Regions from separate parts of the Mus musculus genome. Here all the other regions are linked to region 1. A link is a contact called in public HiCAR-type and promoter capture Hi-C data. All regions are on one chromosome and are shown on one strand. Each heading gives the region's core, a stretch centred on a gene start, on an enhancer-like site or on the middle of the called end of the contact. The rest is flanking DNA. Distances are from core to core; before and after follow the strand shown.

Evidence for each region. Promoter capture Hi-C pulls out the DNA fragments that hold promoters and counts their contacts. HiCAR-type assays count read pairs that join an accessible place to other places.
Region 2: a promoter capture Hi-C map of pre-B cells shows a contact between it and region 1, with 13 times the contacts expected there. The contact joins the promoter of Rwdd2a here to the promoter of Bckdhb in region 1. A contact is called at or near these places in 3 of 39 promoter capture datasets (erythroid cells, hippocampal neurons and pre-B cells), 1 of 115 datasets of contacts at active chromatin or transcription factors (astrocytes) and 2 of 9 other capture datasets (adipose tissue and liver).
Region 3: a HiCAR-type map of astrocytes shows a contact between it and region 1, with 5 times the contacts expected there. The contact joins the promoter of Prss35 here to the promoter of Bckdhb in region 1. A contact is called at or near these places in 2 of 39 promoter capture datasets (cranial neural crest and frontonasal cranial neural crest) and 1 of 115 datasets of contacts at active chromatin or transcription factors (astrocytes).

What each region holds. Positions count from the first base shown.
Region 1 is chr9:83,923,694-83,926,393 of GRCm38.p6, reverse strand. It overlaps Bckdhb (branched chain ketoacid dehydrogenase E1, beta polypeptide), which reads right to left and starts at 1,257. Exons shown (of 11, transcript NM_001305935.1): 1 at 1,035-1,257. The coding sequence starts at 1,224. It overlaps Gm36278 (a long non-coding RNA gene), which reads left to right and starts at 1,389. Exons shown (of 4, transcript XR_379675.2): 1 at 1,389-1,564.
Region 2 is chr9:86,570,575-86,573,274 of GRCm38.p6, reverse strand. Rwdd2a (RWD domain containing 2A) reads right to left here and starts at 1,287. Exons shown (of 3, transcript NM_001145969.1): 1 at 1,218-1,287; 2 at 212-438. The coding sequence starts at 412. It overlaps Pgm3 (phosphoglucomutase 3), which reads left to right and starts at 1,433. Exons shown (of 13, transcript NM_028352.4): 1 at 1,433-1,545.
Region 3 is chr9:86,742,243-86,744,942 of GRCm38.p6, reverse strand. It overlaps Prss35 (protease, serine 35), which reads right to left and starts at 1,310. Exons shown (of 2, transcript NM_178738.3): 1 at 1,137-1,310.

The sequences.
Region 1 (2,700 bases), core at 8-2,507:
CACAAAACTGGGAAACCCCGTCATTGAAATTATTTCTAAAGGCCTCTTTATTGCCTTCCGTGGAGTGGCAAGTCTGGAATCCTGCTTACTAGATTCTGACCATTGGCGCTATGTCTCATGAACTTATGTCCTGTGTACTGTTGAATAATCTGCTTCAAGGCTTCCGTTTATCTAACTGCAAAGCAAACATGAAAACATGACCTACCTCACATGAAATTAAATCTTGTCCTATGAACTAAATGAGATGAGGAATGTAAATTTCACCAATAGCAAGCTTTCGGTTAAATATTCCATTATTGTTCACAAGTAAAGATGGGCTTCCAAAAACTGCCAGCCCCAAGTTATTAGACAAAAAAAAAAAAAAAAACAGTGTAGGTTTTCCTTACTTTCTCCTGGTGCTCTGCAGTTAGACCTAGGATGGAGGGCGACTGCATAAAACTTACAGGAGAAACAGTCAGAGTGAGGCAAAGGTGGCAGGACAGGAGCCTGCCCCATTCCCTTCTGTTCGCTCTTCTCCACCATCTCTATGGAATACTGCTTGGCCAGGTGACAGCGGGGCCCAGCAGGAGCTCTGTATGAGGCTGAAATAGAAGTCTGGATTCTTTCCCATCTTTAGGCAGAACCTGTCTCGTGACCTTGAGAAAATCAAATTCTAGTATTTACTCCCTAGGTTTACATTTTCAAATGAAAATTAAAAGGCAAGTGTTTTACAGACAGTTGCCTCAAGTTAGTGACTCAGTCTAGGACAAGCTAACACCTAAGACCTGATATGGGGAAAGCATGGATAGAACTCAGGGGAAGGGGGCGGGGGAGCGCTCTTTGGACAACTCCTCTACACCCTCAGGCCCTAGCAGAAGGCAGAGTGCCCTCTCACCTATCTTGAAGTTCCAGGGGCTGCATCTGAAGGGAAGAATCACCAAGGACGAGTAACAGGAACGCAAACTGACCCGAACCAAGGAGGCTCTAGAGTAGAGTCTAGAGTCTAGGGCAAGGCAAGGATAGAGCCGGGATGCAGCAAGATCCCCAAATCTCACCATACTGCAGGGACTCTGGGTCCGGATGGAAAGTGAAGTGGGCCACCCGCCGCTTCTGGGCCGTGTCCTCGCCCCCGGGTTGCAGGAAGCCTTGCACCAGCGCAGCGCAGCGCAGTCCGCACCGCCGCCGCTCTGCTCCCGCAGCCCGGAGCCACAGCAGCCCACCCGCGCGCGCAGCCACCGCCGCCATCCCCAGTTCTCAGGCACCGCAGCCCACGCTGCCGGCAGGGAGGGAGGAGCTAAGACGCAGGCTTCCTCATTGGGCAGCCTCGAGGGGCGGGTCCGTGAAAGAGACCAATCGGAGACGGAAGTTCGGGGGCGGGGATGGAGACGCTATGACCTGGCGGCCCGCCCAGACGGAAGCCATACCAAGGCCCCTGCAGCCTGAGATGTGGTCCCTGGGTCCCACCCCAAAATCAGCTGCAGGACTTGGGGTGTCACAACGCGACTGCCTGTGTTCTTTCGCAGTGTCATTTTTGCGGTGCATTTTTCAGTAGCGTTTTCGTTTTAGGCTGTGTTTCTCATAGTCTGTAAGTGCAATATGGTCATTGCAAAGACAGGCGTTGGTTTCGAGTTTCCGAAAAAATCTAGAATTCGGGAAAGGCCTTCACTCTTATTTTGAAATAGTAAATATATTTAAATCTTTAAAATTGATTTTGCTTATCCTGATTTAGATCATATCAAAAAATAGTAAGTAGAGATTTCGGCCTTCAAATCCACTAGGAATTTAAAGTCGAGGTGCAGCAAAAATCACCTAATGGTCTTACTCTGTGTAACTTAGAAATATGCAAGTTGCCGGGCGGTGGTGGTGCACGCCTTTAATCCCAGCACTTGGGAGGCAGAGGCAGGCTGGTCTACAGAGTGAGTTCCAGGACAGCCAGGGCTACACAGAGAAACCCTGTCTCAAAAAACCAAAAAAAAAAAAAAAAGCAAGTTGAATGACTGATTTAAAGTCAAAATAATCAACTTTATAAATTTTATCTTAAAATATTTAAGTGTTTTATATATATCATATATATCACATACATATCAAATATGATATCGCATATATATCATATATATGATATGTGTGTGTGTATTTATTTATCTTCCTTAGCCATGAGTTGGAAGATAGCCATCAAAATAGAATACAACAGAGGCAAGAAAGTATGTCTAGATCTCGAGGAAGGATTCCAGAATGGAGAAAGTATTATGACAGACTGAGAGAACAGAGAGGAAGGAGCCAGGAAGAAACATTCCTCCTGTAGTATTTGTGACCTCTTAACAGATGTTAGGTTTAGCTAAGAAGCACGGGGTAAGAGTAGAAATGGAATTCTACGTATTCAGAAATGCACACAAAGGAGACAGCTTAGACAGTGGCATTCAAATGTGGTAAGAGACTTAGAACAGCATGAAGAGAAACAAGCTCTTGAAGGTCAAAATGCTTCCAGAGGTAAGGCTGACCTGCACCCAGAGGATTAGAGGTTGCCAAAGCAGAGCACAGAGAACCATAGTCTTCCACAACAGGTGAGGTGGGTGCAAAGGCTCATTGTCGTGAAAGAATGAAGTGTCTTCCAGGGCAAGGAAAGAAATGTCTTGTTCCTATGCTGAGAGCCTCTGCCTGCCCCCATCCCCAGCTGCATTGAACTTCGTTTGGGAAACTCTCTTTTCAGGGAGTCAGGCTATC
Region 2 (2,700 bases), core at 38-2,537, 2.6 Mb before region 1:
AAGTGGATACCTGGGGCTATGCCATTAAGAGCACTGGCTGCTCTTCCAGAGGATCAGGGTCCAATTCTAGGTTCCCACATGCAGTTCTGGCCTCCAGGGGGCACTGCATGCACATGATGAACAGACATACATGAGGGGGAAACACGCATACACATTAAAAGCAAAACACGATAGGCACCCAGAAACACTTAGGACCAATGAAAGCACCCACCTTGGGCTCCTCAATTTGGAGCGTGATGACAAATTCGATGTTGGGTGGGAGCGCCTCCCTGGTGCCTTCCAGATACCTCTTTATGTTTGTTAGGGCGTTTACATCTTCGAGTTTTACTTCTCCTTGATTAGGAAACATAGAAAACAGCATTTCCATCTCCAGCAGCTGAAGCTGAAGGCTTTCTTTTACTGACCCTGACATGTCTCCAAATCAGCCGGCTTGGAAACCTGGAAAAGGCCCAGAAATAATGGGGTTGTAAATGACGACTGGTGTCCAGGAAATTTTCCCAAGGTCCCTTTTCTAAGAGGCAGTCCCGCTGTTTGTAGAGAGCTACGGGCACGCATCCATACACTTTAGATTTCTCTCCTAGCCCCCCCCCCCCAATCTAGTACGCACAACATCCTTTAAAATGCTCCCTCAAACCCCAGAATCCTTGTCTCTCCTTCCCACCCTTGCCGGCCATTCTGGAGTCTGCGCTTTCAACAGGTGCTCGGGTGACAGATTTCGTGGCCGGTGGTTGCAAACACCTGTATTCCTGGTCAGCCTCAATCCCGGGAAAACCAGGGACCGGCCCGGGAATCCCACTTGGATCTCAAGCCTGCGCAGCTAGGAAGGATGCCTGCAGTGCGGAGGGGAGGGCTCTAGGTCATCCCCGCCGCCAGCCCCCATCCGCAGGCCCCCTCGGAGGACAGCCTCCCCGGACCGCAGTGGGGTGCAGCATCTCGCGCAGGTGCATAGGGACGCCACCGCAGAGCCAGGGGCTGGGAGGAGGGGTCTCAGCCATTTCCACTTAATAAAGTGACGCCTAGGGCTAAGCGGGTGAAGACCCGCGGGGATGACGCTGACCTCGCCTGGCAGGGGCTGGGCTGGGAGGTGATCTCGGTGGTCGGAGGGACGTCAACGCTCCCGTTCTTTAGGGACCCGGGACCCTGAGGCCCAGGCTGAAAGGCGCAGCTGTCCACCCCGGGAGCTAACCTTCGGCCCGCCTTAGCCGCCTTAGCCTCACCCTTTCAGATCACTCAAGCCAAGCAGCCCCGAACCCGCTCCGAACCGCAGCCGCAGTTCCGCGGGCGCGAGCAGCGCGCGGACGGCTGGGGGGCGGGGCTTGGCGCATAGGGCGGGGCCACAGACACCAACCCGCCGCGATTGGTCGGGGCGGGGCTTGGTGGTGCAGGGGCGGGTTCAGCGGCCCTTCCGGGCTGTGATTGGTGTGGGCGGGGCGTCGGGCCGGAAGCAAAGCTGGGCCACGTCTGCGAGGTCTGAGAGAGTTGGTTTGGTGCGCACTGCGCGGCCGCGTCTCGCCTGTGGAGAGAACGTTCTTGCTCCAGATCTAGGTGAGCGGGCGTGGAGAATGCCGGGCCGCTGTGGGTGGGGGTTCATCGGCAGCTGAGGCTGGGGCATGACTGCCGGACCTACCTATCCAACGCTGCGCGCGGCCCAGGTGCCTGAGGTCCTCGCGCTGTAGTGCGCGGAGCCGCGAGTCAATCAGTAGCTCGGAGCAGGATGCATCCCCAAGGGTGGCAGTTTGAATGAAAGAAGCAAACACTGTTAGGGCTTTTAATAAACATTGCCATACCTAATCGAAATTAGTTCGAGAACTCCAAATGCATTAAAGGGTGGAAGCATGCCGTTGTTCTATGACTGTGATTTTCCTTTGAGAGTTCTGAATTTCGTAGGAGTGGTTGACGCCCCTATGAATAATAGGGATACATTACCAACGGGTCATTTTTTTTTTTTTTTACAAAATTATATTCGTCCTTGTGGACAAAAGTTTGATAACTAAAGTAGCTTGGGAATGATCTATTTTACTAACCGGAGAAAAGCAAACATTTCCCCACACTTCTGGTAGTGTTGTGTATAGAAGCAAGGAAGGACAATAAAGCGAGGAGGTGTGGCTGTTAGCGGAGGGACAGCACCCCCTCTCTGGGCAAACTAGGATAGAGCTGACCCAGGAAGTACAGTTTGTGGCTCTGCAAATACACCGCTGGCCGAAGTGGAAAACCCGAGTTGAATGAATTGGAGGTATCCCACACTCACTTGTTTTTAAATGACAGGTTGGAAGTAGCATGGTAGATGTTAGTTGTTTTTGATGTTACTTTAGAAGGCTGCCATGCCTGTCTTTATGGAGATTGGTGAGGCTTCTGTGAGATGGCCTAGCTGATGGGGGTGGGGGTGGGGTTGGGTCTCAGACCAGAGGAAATGACTGTCCATTGTTTTTCTTTTGGGACTGTTTCTTTCTAGCTTGAGAGGAACAGCAAAAGAGCCACACGGATTCCAGGTTTCTGACCTTCAGCCTCAGCCTTTCACTGGCCGCACACCAGACTTTATATGATTAACCGAGGCCCACACCGGGAGTTGACCCTTCTGTAACATAAAATGATGGTGTGATGGCATTACTTTAGGACAGTTCATCCTGAAGACAGAGTGGAATAGGAGTGGACAGTGGCTGGTGTCTCTCCCGAGTCTGTCCTGGAGGGTATGGTTTAGGC
Region 3 (2,700 bases), core at 61-2,560, 2.8 Mb before region 1:
CTTGATATACCAGACAACATCTTTCTGCATGTGTGTGCACGCCTTGGTTCTTGTGAGTAAATGGAACCCCATGGAAGTCAGAAGACAACCTTGAGTGTGGTCATATGCCAGGCTAACCCCCTAGAAGCTTTCACAGAGTCTCCTATGTTCTCTCCCCATCTGCTATAGGGCACTGGGATTTCAGATGTATTCTATCTCCTCTGGTTTTCTGTGGGTTCTGGGGATCCAAACTCAGGTCTTCATGTGTGTGAGGAAAGCCTTCTATTTGCTGAACCATCTCCTCAGCCCTGAAGAGCGACTTTCCAAATTGAAGATGGTATGGAAGTCAGATCAATCAGGCTTGGGAGTTGCTGCAACTTTCCAAAAATTCTTATTATTATAAAAGGTCTCAAGATCTCACACACCCATACACAGACACAGACACACACACACACAGAAAGACACAGACATATATACACACACGTACACACACATGCATATTTACACATATACTAACACACACTTACATACAGTCAGACACACATACACACACACCAACACACAGATGAGGCAAGAGAAATATTTAATCTCCATGTGCCCTTCACTCAGCTTTGGTAATTCTCAATACTTGGTTATTTTTTCAATCCACTCACCCCTGGCTGGTCCTTTAAAGCAAGCCCAAGATCTCCACTTCATCTCACCTCCTCGTCCCACGGGTCTTCCACTGTTCATTTCGCTACCCAGGCAGAAGGGAGAGGAGAGAGGGCAGGGCGACAGAGAGAGAATGAGGCAGACAGAGGCAGAAAGTACTTCGGCAGCAACTTAGGGAAGAGACAAACCTCTTTCCAGGAAAAGTTTTTACACCTTTTCCAGTGACATCTGTTAATAATCACAAAAATAAAGAGGGTCCCCTCTGGTACTGTTTAAGCAGAAAGCATTCCATTTGTATTCCAATGCAAACATCACTCACTCCTCGGATGTTAACCTTGCAGTGGCCGTTACTCATTCAGAATGGAAGAAGGGTGGTTGATCTCTAAAAAACAGCCAGCCTGTGATCCCTTCTTTAGTGCTTTTCTGTGTTCCTCCTGTGGGTCCTGCCTTGTTCAGGAGTGGTCCAGCCTCTAGGGTGCCCTCCTGTGCAGTGAGTTCATCCTTACCTGAGATGCTTACTGTATCCTCCCGTCCCAGGGGCGCTGCCCAGCAAGGATCCGGGTGGATGCAGACACTGGCTACGGAAGGTGCCAGGAGCCTAGTGGGCAGCAGAGTGCAGGGTCCTCTCAGCGGAGCTTCCCCGAGTCCGGGACCAGGCGAGAGTGGGGCTGCTGCACTGAGTGGCTGGAGATGGGAGGGGAAGGGGCGATGACGCTGACTTAGAGGGGAGGGGTGGGCGGATCCTGCTTACACACCACTGCATCCCTGCTGCACACCGATGGTTAAGAGCTAGAAAAAAACTCTAAATGGGTTCGCAAGAATGTAGGCACCCAGGGCGTGTTTTAACCAATGTTTTAAAAACAAAGCAGCAAAAACAAGAGGAGGAGGAGCGGCCAGCATGCCTAAACCAACTTAATCAGTATTAGCACGAAGGGAGTAAAGGTTATGGTTACCTCCAACCCAAGAGTCTCCATCTAAGGCCAAAGGCAGAGGTGAGGAGCCTACGCTGGGACACTGGGACACCCAGGGAGCAACTTGTGCAGCCTCCTGTGATTCACTTCTGTAGCTTTATTTTGAGCCAAGTTTGGCATACTCCCACTCCGGTCTCCACAGAATTCCCATCACACTCTTTCTGTTCCTTTCTTCTCTCCTCGGGATGGGGCACTCCTTTGGGATGGAGATTGTATGAGGAAAGCATTGTCAGCATTCCTTCTAGGCTCTGCCCTACAGTTACCTGGCAACAGCTAGGTATGACTGACTCAGTAAAAAAAAAAGGGGGGGGCTATTTGCCCCCTCCTTACTTATCCTCTTGCTCTCTTCCCTCTCTGTACCCTTCTCTCAACATTCCCCTCCCACCTCTCTCTCTCTCTCCACGTGTTCATGGCTGGCTTCTCTCCTCCCTTCCACTCCCCTCCCCACCCCTCCCCTCCCCACCCCTCCCCTCCCCACCCCTCCCCTCCCCTCCTCTCTTCTCCTCTCCTTGCCCCCCTTCTCTCTTTCTGTCTCTACTCCCTCCTAAACTCCCTTCCCCCTGCCCAAAATAAACTCTACTCCATACTATATCACACATATACTATATATGTGACTGGTCTCTCAGGGGGAAAGGATGCCTCAGTATAGACCCACAGAGGCACCCCCTTCCACCTCACCATACCTCACTCTACCAAACATATCCTGGTTCTTTCTTTCTTTCCTTTTTATAAAACACAACAAGCTTTACTTTTTCAGCTTTTACTGGGAAGCAGGTCTGGAGCAAAGAAAAGAAACCCCGAGTCCTGTATTTGGAATGTAGTCCAGTGTATGGGGCATTCACGTAAGCATGCCCAAGACTTAAGGTTTCATCCTCAGAGCCTGTGCTCACAACTGCCCCCTGACTAACCTCCATAGCCCCCCAACACAGAGAGAGAGGGGGGGAGGGGGAGAGGGAGAGGGAGAGGAAAATAAAATAAACTACCTCTGTCAGTTCTGACCTTCATAGCACCAAAGAATCAAATAAGTTCACAGGCCTAGTCTATCATGGAACAACTGGTTCTTTGTACTATATTCATTGATTGGTTGGTTGGTTGGTTG